Linked DNA regions of Sus scrofa: region 2 is linked to region 1. Evidence: chromatin contacts called from public HiChIP or PLAC-seq data. All regions are on one chromosome and are shown on one strand. Each heading gives the region's core, a stretch centred on a gene start, on an enhancer-like site or on the middle of the called end of the contact. The rest is flanking DNA. Distances are from core to core; before and after follow the strand shown. Region 1 holds the start of SCARB2 (scavenger receptor class B member 2). Region 2 holds the start of CCDC158 (coiled-coil domain-containing protein 158).

Region 1 (7,368 bases), core at 3,355-5,854:
ACTGATCACAGAGTAAGCAAGGCTTAGGGCCCCTGCCATCCTTTTTTAGGCTCCTAAAATAATAAATAACAAAACATGATGTTCCAGGTAACACTTACCGTGCAACAGTCCACCCCTACATGTAGTAGCTGAATACAGAGCTGTGCATTTGCTCCCAATTCCAGGGACAGTCATCTCTGTTGCATGTGGCACATGTTCTGGTCATCTGGGAGATGATGCACGGTGACACCACTGAAGGCCTCGCATTCTCCAGGGTGTTCTCATCACCCAGCGGTCTAATCTGAGCTTATGTGGCAGCTGGATCCCAAAAAGGTAAAGGAAAGAGCTGCCTGGACCTGGACCTTGCATGTTCCCATCAGCTCCGCCACATTCTAATGGTCAGAGACGGGCACAAGGCCACCCAGATTTAAGGGGAGGGGAATAAATACCACCTTTGATGGGAGGAGCTGCAGAAGCCTGCAAAGAAAGGAAGAGTTGCCGAGGGTCATGGTTAGAGATTATTTCCCACACAGGGTTGTAAAAACCGCAGTGTATTTTAAATGTTTACATCAAACACATCAGCACCATAAATATATACTGTGATGAAATGATTAACCACTTTTTTTTTTTTTTTCTCTTTTTAGGGCTTCACCCATGGCATAGAAGTTCCCAGGCTAGGGGTCTAATAGGAGCTGTTGTTGCTGGCCTTCACCACAGCCACAGCAATGCCTGATCCGAGCTGCGTCTTCGACTTACACCACAGCTCATGGTAACACCGGATCCTTAACTGACTGAGTGAGGCCAGGGATCAAACCTATAACCTCAGGGATACTTGTCAGATTTGTTTCCACTGAGCCACTCCTGATGGGAACTCCTGATTAACCACCTCTGAGTATAATATCAATATTTTACATTTACGGTGAGGCCCAAAGAGTCCTTCTTGCTTCCCCTGAGTCAGAATCTACTGTCCTGCAGCCTGTCTTGGGCTCTAAGAAGGAAGTTCTTTCTCTTTCTGAGTCCTCGATGATGGTGTAACCTGCAGCAGGCACCAACCATCATCCATTCACAAAAGCATGTGCTCTTCTCACGTTTCGTTCCTCTGATTTTAGGTATAGTGGAGTCCCTGGGAAAATTCCTGACCGTGTCCCTGCCAGGGGGTATGGGTGGGGGAAGTTGCCCCATCCAGCCAGTGGCAGCAGTAACCCCTTCCTACACCAGCTTCCCCCCACTGCCCCCGCCCCAGAGTGTGAGGGGCTTATTATCTGGGTACCTGCCATGGAGCAGCTGTTCCCTGGGCCTAGAGACGGAGGCTCATCCGAAGTGGGAGACAAGGAGGCGGTCTCAAGGGGCTTTGGGAGCCTGTATGAGAATTTGGGGGGCTTTGGGCAAAGTCCCAGTAGCTGCCATGGGATGAAGAAGGTGAAACTGAGAAGACAGCCAGGCCAGGTGCTAAAAAGTCATCAGTTCATGATGATAGGAAAGATATTGCTGTAGGATTATAGATTGCTATTTTCCGTACATGAGTTTTTTTTTGTGTGTGTGTGTGTGTGTTTTAAGGCTGTTTAGATTTTCTGTAGTTTAGGTCCTTTTTGTTCTCTTTTAGTATTTAGTCCATTTTTGAAATGCTAGTCTGGTCAGCTGTGCTAAGGGGAACTGAGAAAGAGCTTTTTGTCCAGTTTGGATCAGAGTTTTAAAGGGGAAACAGCTCACAGACTGCTGACGAGGCGAAAATGAGGGCTCTTGTCCGAATGAGAGAGCCTCAAAGGGAAGGTAAACTGAGAGCCACTAAGCTGGAAACCCTGGTTCGGAGGCCCCCCCACCACCGAGGTGTGCTTACCAAATCTGGGTCCATCTCCCCATCCCCGCAGTCTGTTACTCCCCTAGGGACCCAGACAAGAGGCAAGAAGGGACCTGAATGAAGAATGAGGAGAAGCAGTGCCCCGGGATGGGTGGCCCAGGGCTGGACTGAGTGGGTAGCTATGCAGTTTGCCCTCAAGACTGGGGCCAGCAAAGAGGAAAGCTGGTCTTGTCTGGAGATGGGGGCGGGGGTGGGGGGTATCAATATGAGCATGAGTCACTGGGTGCCAAATACTCCAGCTGGGCAAGTTCCCAAATCTTCTTTCCAGTTAAGGCAGGAGAGGACACCCACGGGCTGCAGAGGACCCCACTCATACCTGGGGAGAGGACGAGTGAGGGTTCCTGCACCAGCAGAGCCCCGCAAGCAAACTGGGGCCCTGGACCGTCATCCATTAGCTGGAACCTAAAGCAGAGATGGAGGCGGAACAGGCCAGCCTCACGGCAGGATCGGGCGTAGGGAAAGGCTGCTGATGGTGCAAGAGGAATGACTGGGGGCCACCCAGGCCTCCTGGTCACGCGGTTTGGCAGAGTTGAATCATTTCAGACCCCACCCAGGCCTGGTTCTCTGGGGCTGCTGCTCAAAGACCTTAGGTAGCTACAGATGGGTAGAGTCGGGAATGGGCAGCTGTTGTCACTATCAAAGTCCCAGGCTCAGGCCTGCCCTCATAGTCTGCTCCAGTTATCTAAAACCAAGTAACATGCCAGAAACTAGGGCCATAAAAACAACAACAATCCTTTATTTTGCATTTCAGGCAGGGCCAGGAAGGGACTGCCCTGCCCCAGCGTGTCTGGGGCCCATGACTCAAATGGCCAGGGACAGCAGAGGGCTGGCAGAGCATCTCGCTGTATTCTCTCCCCTGTTCCCTCTAGCATGGAGGCCTCCTCAGGGTAGCTGGGCTTAGTGTTGGCTCAGGGCGATCATTTCCAGAGGCCCAGGCAGAAGCTGCAAGGTATTCATGATCTATCTTCAGGAGTTCCAGGATATGGTGGAATCACTAAATCAAGGCAAGTTCAAGGGAAACAGTATAGACCCCACCTGTCAATAGTAGGAGTGTCAACGTATCTGCCACCCACCCCCTTTTTTAATGGCCTCACTGGTGGCATATGGATGTTCCCCAGCCAGGGATTGAATCCGAGTCACAGTTGCAATACCAGATCCTTGAACCCACTGCTCCAGCCAGGGACTGAACTCGGGCCTCCACAGCCACCCAAGCCACTGCAGTTGGATTCTTAACTCACACACAGCAGGAACTCCCATTCGCCCCCATTTTGAAGGTATAGGGCATCTCACCTAGTCCTCAGCAGAGGCTCCCAGCTGAACCCACTGTTCCCAGGTTCTCACTGATAGCAGCTGGGAGGCAGCAACACACAGGGTAGAAAAACCGAGGGAGCTACCAGGCCTGCATTCTGGCCTAAGCAGGATCCACCACTCAGCAACTGGTTGAGCTTGTTAGATGACTTACCTCTCAGAGCCATGGCTTCCTTATGTACAAACTGGAAATACTACTACCATGGGGACCAAGAAAATGTACTTTTCAGGCCTTGCAGTGCTGAGCAGCCCTGACCCGGAGCCCTGTCACAGCCGCTGAGCCCTAAAATCTATCTGCTGTTGCTCATCCCAGCTTGGGACAGAGGCCAGTTTCCTGGGGCTGCTCCCAGTCATGACTAAGAAGCTGCTCCTGGAGGGTGCTGGATTCCTGGACCAGGCCATTTTGGCTTGAGGACACCCCCCCACCCCACACCACCCCCATAGGCCTTGCTGAACTTTCTTAGAGCTGCGCTGGGTACTTCGTCCTGTCCAGCCTTCCTTCCTTCCTTGCCGCGCTCCTGCACAGAAGCCACACCTGCGTGTCCTTCAAACGGTGCTCCTGTCACCCCTGCTCCTCTCTAACGCTGCTGGGATCAACAGCCCCAAGGCTGCTGCGGGTATTAAGTAGGTATGTGTTGGCGCCTAGCCAAGGACTGCCATATAGTTGCCATATAGTTGCCATATAGTTGGGTTCCCTCAACTAATGTTTATGGAGTCCCCGCTGCGCGCGGACTTTTAGTCTCGGTGCCTGGGACGTAGTATCGGTGAACCAGGCAGGTGAGAACCTCCGGGCCTCCTGCTTAGGCTTCTTGCGGATCCCCTCCCTGCGGTAAGATAAAGCCGCAATTCTTCTACGGGACACGGGAGCGCTTCCAAGTCTGACCCCAAGGGGGCCTCCACACCTCCCACCCCAACCTGCACACCTGAGCCTGCGGGCAAAGGAAGTTCCTTCTTTTCTCTGACCATCTTGCTCTCTCACCCCCAAGGTCGTACAGCTGTTTCTTCTCCAAATGCTGCCTCCCTCCTCGCACACACCCCTCACGTGACAAACCCTTACCCATCCCCCAAGTCCCAGTTCTGTTGTGGGGTCCTTGGTCACCCAGGCAGAGATGCTTGCGGGCACAGATCTCAGCAGGCACCCCATAAAAGCACTTGTTACACTGCGCTTTTGCTGCTGTAACAGTGTCTCCGTTAACTTGTGAGCTCGTCTAGAGCAGCGGCAGTGTCCTATCCAGGCTGAATCTGCCGGCGCGGCCCTTTGTAGGCCCGCAGCTCCGGACCGAGGAGCGGGGACAGCCCGGGAGGATACGCGGTTTTCCCGGGTGACCGCGGGGGCCTGCGGCGAGGGGGCGGGGGCGCGGCTGGCGCTGCGGGGACCGGCCGGGGTCGATCCGGCCGAATCGCAGCTGCTGCCGCGGGGCACATGACTGCGGGCTCAGCCCCCGCCCCGCCCCGCCCGCTTCCCGGCGCAGCTGCCCGCTGTCTCCTCCCGGGGCTGCGGCGAGCCGGGCCGGCCAGCGTCCCCACCCTGCGCGCTCCCTCCCCACCGCCGCTGCCGGGGCGGGGGAAAGCGAAACCAAAGCGACCCTTCCACTCCGCGCCGGCAGGCCGGGTGCATCGAGGCCGCGATCGTCCAGCCGCGGAGCGGGGAGCGGCGAGCACCCGCCCGAGGGTCCCGGGTCTTCCGGCTGCTTACTGCGGCTGCGGGGGCGGCGGCGGTGCTCCTCCCTCCTTTCCCCTCCCGCCACCCGCCCCCCGGCCGGTGAGCGGTGCGCAGGATGGGCAGGTGCTGCTTCTACGCGGTGGGGACGCTGTCCCTGCTCCTGCTGGTGACCAGCGTCACGCTGCTGGTGGCCAGAGTCTTCCAGAAGGCCGTGGACCAGGCGATCGAGAAGGTGAGGCGTGTGTGTGTGTGTGTGTGTGTGTGAGAGAGAGAGAGAGAGAAGGCGCTTGAGTGCTGGGGGCACACTTCCACCCCACTCCCCACTGCTGAACCTTGTCCAGGGAGGATCTGTGCCCGGGCAAACCCTCTGGACCAGAGCCCTTTTTTCGCCCTCGCCTTCTCGGGGTGGGCTGGAAAGGGTTAAAGAAGGATGGCGAGGAATGGCACTGACCGTGTTCCTTTTAGAATAATAAGACTCTGGATCTCGACTTTTTAAAAGGCTAGCCCTTATATTCCACCATTTGCATTCCCCCACCCCCACCCCAGGCCCTCCCTTTGCCCCATCACTGTTGGGCCCAAGCTCGTTTCCCTCCGACTTCATGAAGAAATAAAACTAAATGAAAGACACCACAGCTGGAACAGGTTTTTGGCTGCTTGCTGAGGCCTCTGAAGTGGTGTGGGGCTGAGGAGGAAAAGCGGGTGTGTGGTCTATTGTGTTCTTGCCTTCCTGGGCTGGGCCTCGCATTGGGTAGCCAGGCCAGGCCTCTGGGGTGGGTGACATTTCAGTGCTCACCCACAGACTTAGCCGGTTCGGTCAGAACCAACATCCTCCGTTGCTTTGTCTCACTCATGGTTCTTCCTCTTCAACAGCGGTAAACCTCAGGCAAAGATGCATTTCGATTCATAACAGAATCTGAGCCAGTCCCGTCCACCTAGGTAGGTGGGCTGGAGAGCTCGTCATTTCAGATTTCTCCATCCTATGGCTTCCCCAGGAGTCATTTCTTCTGCCCTGTCACCCACATCCACCAATCTGTGTGGAAAGATGAAAAAGAGAGTTACTGAGACACTTTTTCCTAAAACAAAAGGGAAAGAAAGAAAAAGATTGGAGCAGCCTTTCTCCTTAGCACCCATAACTTCATGCCTCGTTTCTCCTGCTGGTTAACTCTTGCTCCTGGCCGGATAAAAAAGCCCAGGCTACCTCCGGATTTGATCACTGCATTCCCAGTTAGCAAGATTGTTTCATTCTAGGTGGCAACAGGCATATTTCTTTAATACAGGTTTCTTTTTTTCTTTTTGCTTTTTTCTAGGGCCAATCCCTGGGCATATGGAGGTTCCCAGGCTAGGGGTCTAATCAGAGATGTACCTGCCAACCTAGGCCACAGCAACTCCAGATCCAAGCCACGTCTGCGACCTACACCACAGCTCACGGCAGCACCAGATCCTTAACCCACTGAGCAAGGCCAGGGATCGAACCTGCAATCTCATGGTTCCTAGTCGGATTCGTTAACCACTGAGCCACACCGGGAACTCCTACTAGAGGCTTCTAGAACCCATCAGTTAGGAGTTCCCATTGTGGCTCAGTGGTTAATGAACCCCGGACTAGTATCCATGGGGACTTGGGTTCCATCCCTGGCCTTGCCCAGCGGGTTGAGGATCTGCCATTACTGCCAGCTTGTGGTGTAGGTCAGAGGCTCAACTTGGATCCCAAGTTGCTGTGGCTGTGGTATAGGCAGGCAGCTGTAGCTCAGATTGGACTCCCAGCCTGGGAACCTCCATATGCCACAGGTGTGGCCCTAAAAAGAAAAAATAAAATAAAATAAAAAAAAGCCATCAATTACTTGAAATCTGATAGTTAAAGGCAATTTTTAAAAGATGCCATTGCAGGAGTTCCTGTTGTGGCTCAGTGGTTAACGAATCCGACTAGGAGCCATGAGGTTACGGGTTCGATCCCTGGCCTTGCTCAGTGGGTTGAGGATCTGGCATTGCCGTGAGCTGTGGTGTAGGTCAAAGATGCGGCTTGGATCCCGCATTGCTGTGGCTCTGGCATGGGCTGGTGGCTACAGCTCCGATTGGACCCCTAGCCTGGGAACCTCCATATGCCGTGGGAGCAGTCCAAGAAGTGGCAAAAAGACCAAAAAAAAAAAAAAAATGCCATTGCAAAGCATAGTTTATTTATTTATTTATTTTAAGTTCACATTGCCAAGGGGAGACAAAGCTTCTTAAAGGCCATTGTTTTCCCTGAGCACCTGTGTTCGGAGAAAAAGCTAAACCAAATTTCTCCACTCCCGGGCCCCTGCAAAGCCATGGCAAGATTGTTCAAGGATGTAACCTCTCTCCTGGGTGACTAGAGTTGAGCAATCCAATTATAGTCCATTGAATTTTCTTGCGTGGCTTTGAAAGGCTGTTTCAAGGGAGCCCGGCAGGACAGTTGATCGCCCCAGTGCCCTGGGTACTCATTACCAGCCCTCAGCCACTCTGTGGCTGTGTTCACGGGTGGGGGCAGGGAGGGGGGAGGCGCTATTAGGCAGCTTGGGTGGGGCTTGAGTGCGCGTTGATTTTT
Region 2 (7,368 bases), core at 3,283-5,782, 180 kb before region 1:
TTTTTTAAAAATCTGTGAATAAATGGACTCTCACAGTTTAAATCCTTGTTGTTCAAGTGTTTGTATACCAAAACACATCAAATGGGACACTTTAAACAGATGCCGTTTAATGAACAGAAGTTATGCCTCAATAAAGTTAGTCTAATGCATTTGTTTTTCTTGTTTTTTGTTTGTTTGTTTGTTTGTTGTCTATTTCTAGGGCCGCACCCACAGCATATGGAGGTTCCTGGACTAGGAGTCGAATCTGAGATGCAGCCGCCGGCCTACACCACAGCCACAGCAACACGGGATCCGAGCCGGGATCCGAGCCGCGTCTGCAATCTACACCACAGCTCACGGCAACACCGGATCCTTAACCTACTGAGTGAGGCCAGGAATCGAACCCTCAACCTCATGGTTCCTAGTCGGATTCGTTAACTACTGAGCCACGATGGGAACGCCAATAAAGTTAGTCTAAAAAAAAAAAAAATACTCAAGAATTCTATCGATAGATGAATGGGTAAACAAAATATGAGCATATATATATACACACACAAACACATATATAGCATAGCAATTGAATACTATTCAGCCTTTAAAAGGAAGGAAATTCTGCCACATATTCCAAATAGATGAAACTTGAGGACATTATGCTAAGTGAAATAAGCTGTTCATAAATACGTTATAATTAGTCTTGTATGAGGTACCTTGAAGAGTTAAATTTGTAGAGACAGTAGAATGGTAGTTGCTAGGGGCTGGGGGGAAAGTTAGAGTTTAATGGGTACAGAGTTCAGTTTGGGGAAAAGTTATAGAGATGGATGGTGATGATGGTTGTAAAACAAAGTGAATATAACTGAACTATCCATTTAAAAGGGTCAAAATGGTCAATTTTATGTTTTGTACATTTTAACCACAATCCGTTCTTTTTCAGATTTTTTCACATATAAGTTATTACAGAATATTGAGTAGAGTTCCCTGTGCTATACAGCATCTACTAAGTTTTAATATGTTAATTAGGACAAATGATGATTTATGATCTGTCTCTTCCAACTAGAATAAGTCCCATGAGGGCAGGATTTGTCTGTTTTGTTCACTGATGTTTCTGGTACATAGTAGGCATTTAATAAGTATTTGTTGAATGAATTCAAACTTCCTTATTAAATATATTTCTTTTCTCATAGTCTTGGTAGAAAGAAAATGTTAGAACGTTAACTATACAGTTTGTAATGTTTTATGCCCTATCTCCTTGCAAAATTATTGGAGGTGATTTACCATTTATTTCCTCCCCAATATATATTGAGTCACTTCTCTGTCTGCATTCCACCAGGTTCTGGGGAAATATGGCCATCATATCACAATTATAATAGAAAATTTAAAAATCCAGTCTTCTCTGTTAAGTCTGATTTAGCATTGCATTTAGTTTTGAATATCTTTGGCAAAAAGATTTTTGAAGTTTAAGTTATAAGGGAAACCCCATGGTTAAATTTTTTCATATAGGAGTTCCTGTTGTGGTTCAGTGGTTAACGAATCTGACTAGGAACCATGAGGTTTCTGGTTCCATCCCTGGCCGTGTTCAGTGGGTTAAGGATCTGGCAATGCTGTGAGCTGTGGTGTAGGTGGCAGACATGGCTCAGATCTGACTTGACGTAATTTTTTCTATTACTCATTCACAAAATTGCGTTGGGTGAAACAAGATTTTTTTAAACTAAGCAAATGGTTGAATTAAACTGAGAGTAGAGTCCCTGCATCATGTATGTGATGTCTGGAGTGCTTTCCTTGTACATTTTTTTTTTTTTTTTTTGGTCTTTTTATCGCCACACTCTCGACATATGGAGGTTCCTAGGCTAGAGATCCAGTCGGAGTTGTAGCTGCCAGCCTATACCACAGCCACAGCAACCCCGATCCTTAACCCACTGAGTGAGGCCGGGGATCGAAACTCCGTCCTCATGGATGCTAGTCAGATTCATTTCCACTGAACTACGATGGGAACTCCTCCTGCTACACTTTTAACATATGCTTTTTTACTAAGATAAAGTTCTAGTCTTTAGTTTTATAGACTCATAGTTTTTTAGTTTTTTTTTTTCAGTCAGAAAAAAATATTTTGTGATAGTTCCCACATCTAACATTTTGCAAATAAAATACAAAACGCTCTGAAATGGTAAATGGTTTGGCCAAGGCTGTATAGTTTGCAACAAAGCTCAGAGCAGACCTGGGTTCTTTATTCCTAAACCATCCTCCAATCAACCACCTGCCCTTAACTGCACCTCATAAAGGCCAGCAGCCAATTGCACTGACAAATATAAGAAGGGGGTTTTGAGAGCAGAAACTGGAGCTTCTTTGCCTCTCTCCCAGTGCCCAGTCTGGTCCAGAGGAAGAATCTGAGGGAGGGAGACAAATAAAAACCCTGGATCCAGGCATGACTCTTTCTAACGAGCTCTTGGTGACTTGGCCCCTCATCTCCCTGGTCCACCCTGCTCAGGCTTCACTGGCCTTTTGGCTGATTCTTAAATACACCAGGTACTTGGCTTGGGAAGCTCTGTTCTACAACATCCATATGCACCCTCCCTCCAGTCCTCCAGGCTGCTGCTCAAGGTCACTTTATCAAGGAGGCCTCCTCAACCACACTGTGATATGCTACCCACACTCCCCAAGCTCCTTTCCCTGTCTCCACAACGCTTGTCCCCACCTGACATACTTGGATTTGTCTCTCTGCACATTGCTCATCTTCTACAAGAATGTAAACTCTATGAAGGTAGGGAACTTTTTTGGTTTTGACACCTTTGCAAGTCATATGTCAGGTGCTCTATAAATAATGTGAAATGACTGAATAAATGGTAAAGGAACTCTGGACCCCTTCCTTTATCTCTCAATTTTTTATTTTAAAAGCTAAAAAGCTCTTTTTAATTTAGCTTTTTTTTTTTTTTTTTTCCTGTCTTTTTAGGGCCGCACCCACGGCATATGGAGGTTCTCAGGCTAGGGGTCTAATTGGAGCTATTGCTACTGGCCTATGCCACAGTCACAGCAACGCCAAATCTGAGCGGTGTCTGCAACCTACACCACAGTTCACGGCAACGCCAGATCCTTAACCCACTGAGCAAGGCCAGGGATCAAACCCATAGCCTTCTGACTCCTAGTTAGATTCGTTTCTGCTGTGCCACGATGGAAATTCCATTTAATTCAGTATTTTTTTTTTTAAATACCATAAAGTAAAACTGCAAGACACTTCAAAATACAAAGAATTTTATAATAAAATTATAATAAAAGACTAACTTTCACACATATATGTGGGTTTAAATAGCTTCATAGTATTTTCACTAACATTTTAATTAAAGACTTCGAAAAGAAAAGAAAAAAGAACTTTCTTGGTTCTCAGGGCCCACACTACAAATATTGAGACACCAATGGAAATCACGTATTAGCTAACTAAAATATTTTCTTGCCATAGGAACACACTCACCATTTGATAGAATCGAAGTTTAATACAAAATAATTAAAATTTGCTTTCTGTCTAGCCACAAACCTTAAAACCATTCACTTTCCCATTTAATGCTTAGTTCATTCTCTGTTAAGGTACTTGATTCTATAAGCAGTCTTATATCTTCCGAGTCAATAAACGGAATAATTTAAATTATAGGCGTGGAAAAGGGAATCTTTAGTGGTCTTTAATGCTAGTTTTATCAAAACATAACTACATTATATAAGGTAGGTTTTATTAATATTTCCAGTTTACACATAGTTATTTGCCCTAGGTGTCAGCAGAACTCGACTGCTAATTGTATTAACGCGACTGGTCGCATCTATTACACTCAGGCCTTTCTGGATTCCTTTCATTTGAGCACCAATCTGGGCGGCCCCCAAGAGGTCTGGGTAACCACATAATCTGATAAATTCTACATCGGAGATGATGACAGAGAGCAACTGAAGCCCAGCGGAAGAAACAACTCTCCGGAGGCAAGAGAGTCAGCAACCCCGATGAGAACATGTCTGACCCCTGAAAACATTCCAGGTAGAGGAATGACAGAAGCCAAGACAGAGCTGCAACGTGTGTATTCTGTTAAGTGAAACAGCAGGGGGGACTTGAGGGTAGAGGTGGGGACACCGACAGAAGGCGGATCGTGGGGGACGTGGGAAGGCTGACTGGCAACCACAAGACTGGGCTTGACTCTTAGAGAGCAGGTAGAGATAGAATGTGTGGGGGTCGCTAAGAGTGGGGGGAAATCATCTGAGAAACAACTTCAAGAATAGCCTGGGGCGTTGGGGTCGGGGGCAAGAGTAGGACGCGGAGACCGGTTAGGAGGCCGAGGAAAAAAGGAAGAGGCCTTTGGTGGCAGAGAGTACTGGTGGAGACCAGAATCGGTGTCGTTTCTGGGGTAGGGCTGGTAGGATCTGATATGGGCGGGATGAAAGCCCCCCTCAGGCGGGGCACTTGGGGTGGGGGGGGAATGCGCTCCGTTGCCCAGGCGACGGAGTCTGGGGGCGGAGTCGGCCCCCGCGGGGAGCCCTGCCCCACCCACCTCCTCCTTCTCTTCCTCCTCCTCCTCACGCCTCTCCCAGGTGCCCAACGGTTGCTGGCGCAGCTCGCGTGGAGCTGCGGCGGCCAGAGACCCGGGGCCCGAGGAGCGGGCGTGGGCGGGGCAGCGTCGGGCGCTGTCGCTGCCGCCACCGAGTCGGAGCCGCCCCCGTCTCCGCCGCCGCCGCCTGGTCGACGCAGGTGCGGCCGCCGCGCCCGCCGGCGCCCCCGCGGGGATGGGGCCGGTCTCTTAGGATGAGGCGTTGGTCGCAGGTACTGGGGCAGGCGTGACTCGGGGACGGGGCGAGGGTGTGGGTCATTCTCCGACCGACCCGGAGCAGTGCGTCTTCACTTCTGGAACCTTCCAGACCTATTCTGTGTGTTTTGCACATGGTAGATGCCCAATAAATTGTATGCCGGCATGCACAGGCTGTTGTTTAGAAATATAACAGGCAATCCTGTCCCGACGTTACCAACAACTCCTGTTCCTACCCTGCTTCCGGCGAGTTGGGGGAGGGATGGGGAAGACACGGAGATAAAGAGAAACGTGTGCCTTTGGGCAGCCTCAGCCTGAGTGAGATTGTATTAAATGCTGTGCAAGAGCCTTTTCAGCTGGAGCCCTTCCTGTTACGTGAGCGGTCTGGTTCTGCATATTGTCAGCATCAATCAGAAACAGTTTCTGAGCCGAGTCGATTCTTTTTCACAAAACTCTTAAGTCCCCATAGAGGCTGTTCCAGGTTTTTGTCCAGTGCATCTTGATGTACTTAAGGGCAAGGGAAAGTCGAAGAAAAGTGGAGTTGGCTATTTCTCGGGGGGCGGGGGGTTATGTTTTTGTTTTCGTTTTTGACTGGACTGGCAGCCGATTCAGGAAAGAAAGGGCCAGAGTTTTCCACCGTCCCAGAGACCAGCGAGGCAGGACGGTTTCTCTGTAAAGTCCCGAAGGTGGGGTAGAGGAATGGTGGAGAGGTCTGGTCCTCCCATCTCTGTACCACTTTTATTCTTTTTAAACTTATACAGTGATCTTTGTGTTGTGGATAAAATGGGCTTTATGCCATAGAGATAGTATTAGGCTCCATTCAATTGAAGGCAGAAATTGACAATTTATTTGGTATGTGCAAAGCCTCTTATATTGTGTTTTACAAAGAGAACTCAATGTTGTCTATCTGGTGTGTTAGGGTCACTCACTGTAATAACCCACAGTTCATTAAATAGGGCCTCTGTGAACCATCTGTTCCCAAACTAGATGGCCCCAAATCATATGGTATGGTAGGCAGAATAAGGGCCACCCAAAACATCACATGCCTAATCCCTGGAACCTGTAAATGGCTTAAGGAAAAGGGTCTTTGCTTATCTGATCAAGTGAAGGTTCTTGAAATGGGGAGGTTATCTGAGTAGGTTCTAAATGTGAACACAGTAGGTCCCATTTTGGTTCAGTGGCTTAAGCCGGCTAGTATCTGTGAGGATGTGGGTTCGATCCCTGGCCTCCCTCAGTGGGTTAAGGTTCTGGCGTAGCCACAAGCTGTCACAGATGGGGCTCACCTCTGACATTGCTGTGGCTGTGGTGTAGGCCTCAGCTGCAGCTCTGATTTGACCCCTAGTCTGGGAACTTCCATATGCTGCAGGTGTGGCCCTAAAAAATAAACAGTTTCCTTCGTGACTCAGCGGCTAACGAACCCATCTAGGATCCATGAGGTTGCGGGTTTGATCCCTGGCCTCGCTTGTTGGGTTAAGGATCTGAGCTGTGGAGTAGGTCACATATGTGGCTCCGATCCCACATCACTGTGGCTGTGGCGTAGGCCGGCAGCTGTAGCTTCGGTTCGACGCCTATCCTGGGAACTCCTATATACCACAGGTGCGGACCTGAACAGCAAAAACAAAAAACAGAACCCCCAAAATTAACAAATAAATGTGAACACAAATGTCCTTATAAGAGGGAGGCAGAGGCAGTGCAGTACAGACAGAAGAGGTGGATGCAGTGGGACCACAGAGGTAGAGATTGGAGTGATGGGCCACAGGTCAAGAAATGCCAGCAGCAACCCGAAGCTGGGGAAGTCAAGGAATGGGTTCATTTCTAGATCCTCTGGAGGGAGCACAACCCTGCCAGTACTTGGATTGTTGGCTCTCCATTGTGTGTATATCAGATCAGATTTGCAGACACCTGGGGACTGAGTGCCAGGCTCAATCCAGGGGAAAAGAGGCAATGCAGAAGCACTTCCGGAGTTCCCGTCCTGGCGCAGTGGTTAACGAATCCAACTAGGAACCATGAGGTTGTGGGTTCGCTCCCTGGCCTTGCTCAGTGGGTTAACGATCCGGCGTTGCCGTGAGCTGTGGTGTAGGTTGCAGACGTGGCTCGGATCCCGCGTTGCTGTGGCTCTGGCGTGGGCCAGTGGCTACAGCTCCGATTGGACCCCTAGCCTGGGAACCTCCATATGCCGCGGGAGCGGCCCAAGAAATAGCAACAACAACAACAACAACAAAAGACAAAAAAAAAAAAAAAAAAAAAAAAGAAGCACTTCCTTGTGAAGGGAAGTTCAAAGCAGCCTCTAGTCAACTGGAAATGAAAACACTTCCGAGTTTTCGGGGTGCAGGATAAAAACCAGTGTTCAGGTTTATTTGATTGACTTCTGGGTTCTAGGCAGCTAATTTGCACTCCCCTATTCTTACCCCACAAAACATCACAAAAATCCACTCTCTTTTTGAACTGCTTTTTTAAGGGAAATCTTGCATACCATAAAATTCACCAATGTTAAGTATAAAATCCACTGATTTTTAGTAGTTTAGAGTTGTACAGTCATCACCACAATTCAGTTTTGGAATGTTTTCTTCACCCCATAAAGATCGCCCTTACTCATTTGTAATTAGTTCCCAGCCCCAGCACC

What was found. HiChIP or PLAC-seq counts read pairs in DNA pulled down with a chosen protein or histone mark.
Region 2: an H3K27ac HiChIP or PLAC-seq map of alveolar macrophages shows a contact between it and region 1. The contact joins the promoter of CCDC158 here to the promoter of SCARB2 in region 1. A contact is called at or near these places in 1 of 5 promoter capture datasets (liver) and 1 of 2 datasets of contacts at active chromatin or transcription factors (alveolar macrophages).

What each region holds. Positions count from the first base shown.
Region 1 is chr8:71,907,697-71,915,064 of Sscrofa11.1, reverse strand. It overlaps SCARB2 (scavenger receptor class B member 2), which reads left to right and starts at 4,604. Exons shown (of 12, transcript NM_001244155.1): 1 at 4,604-5,040. The coding sequence starts at 4,924.
Region 2 is chr8:72,086,130-72,093,497 of Sscrofa11.1, reverse strand. CCDC158 (coiled-coil domain-containing protein 158) reads left to right here and starts at 4,532. Exons shown (of 22, transcript XM_021101466.1): 1 at 4,532-4,762.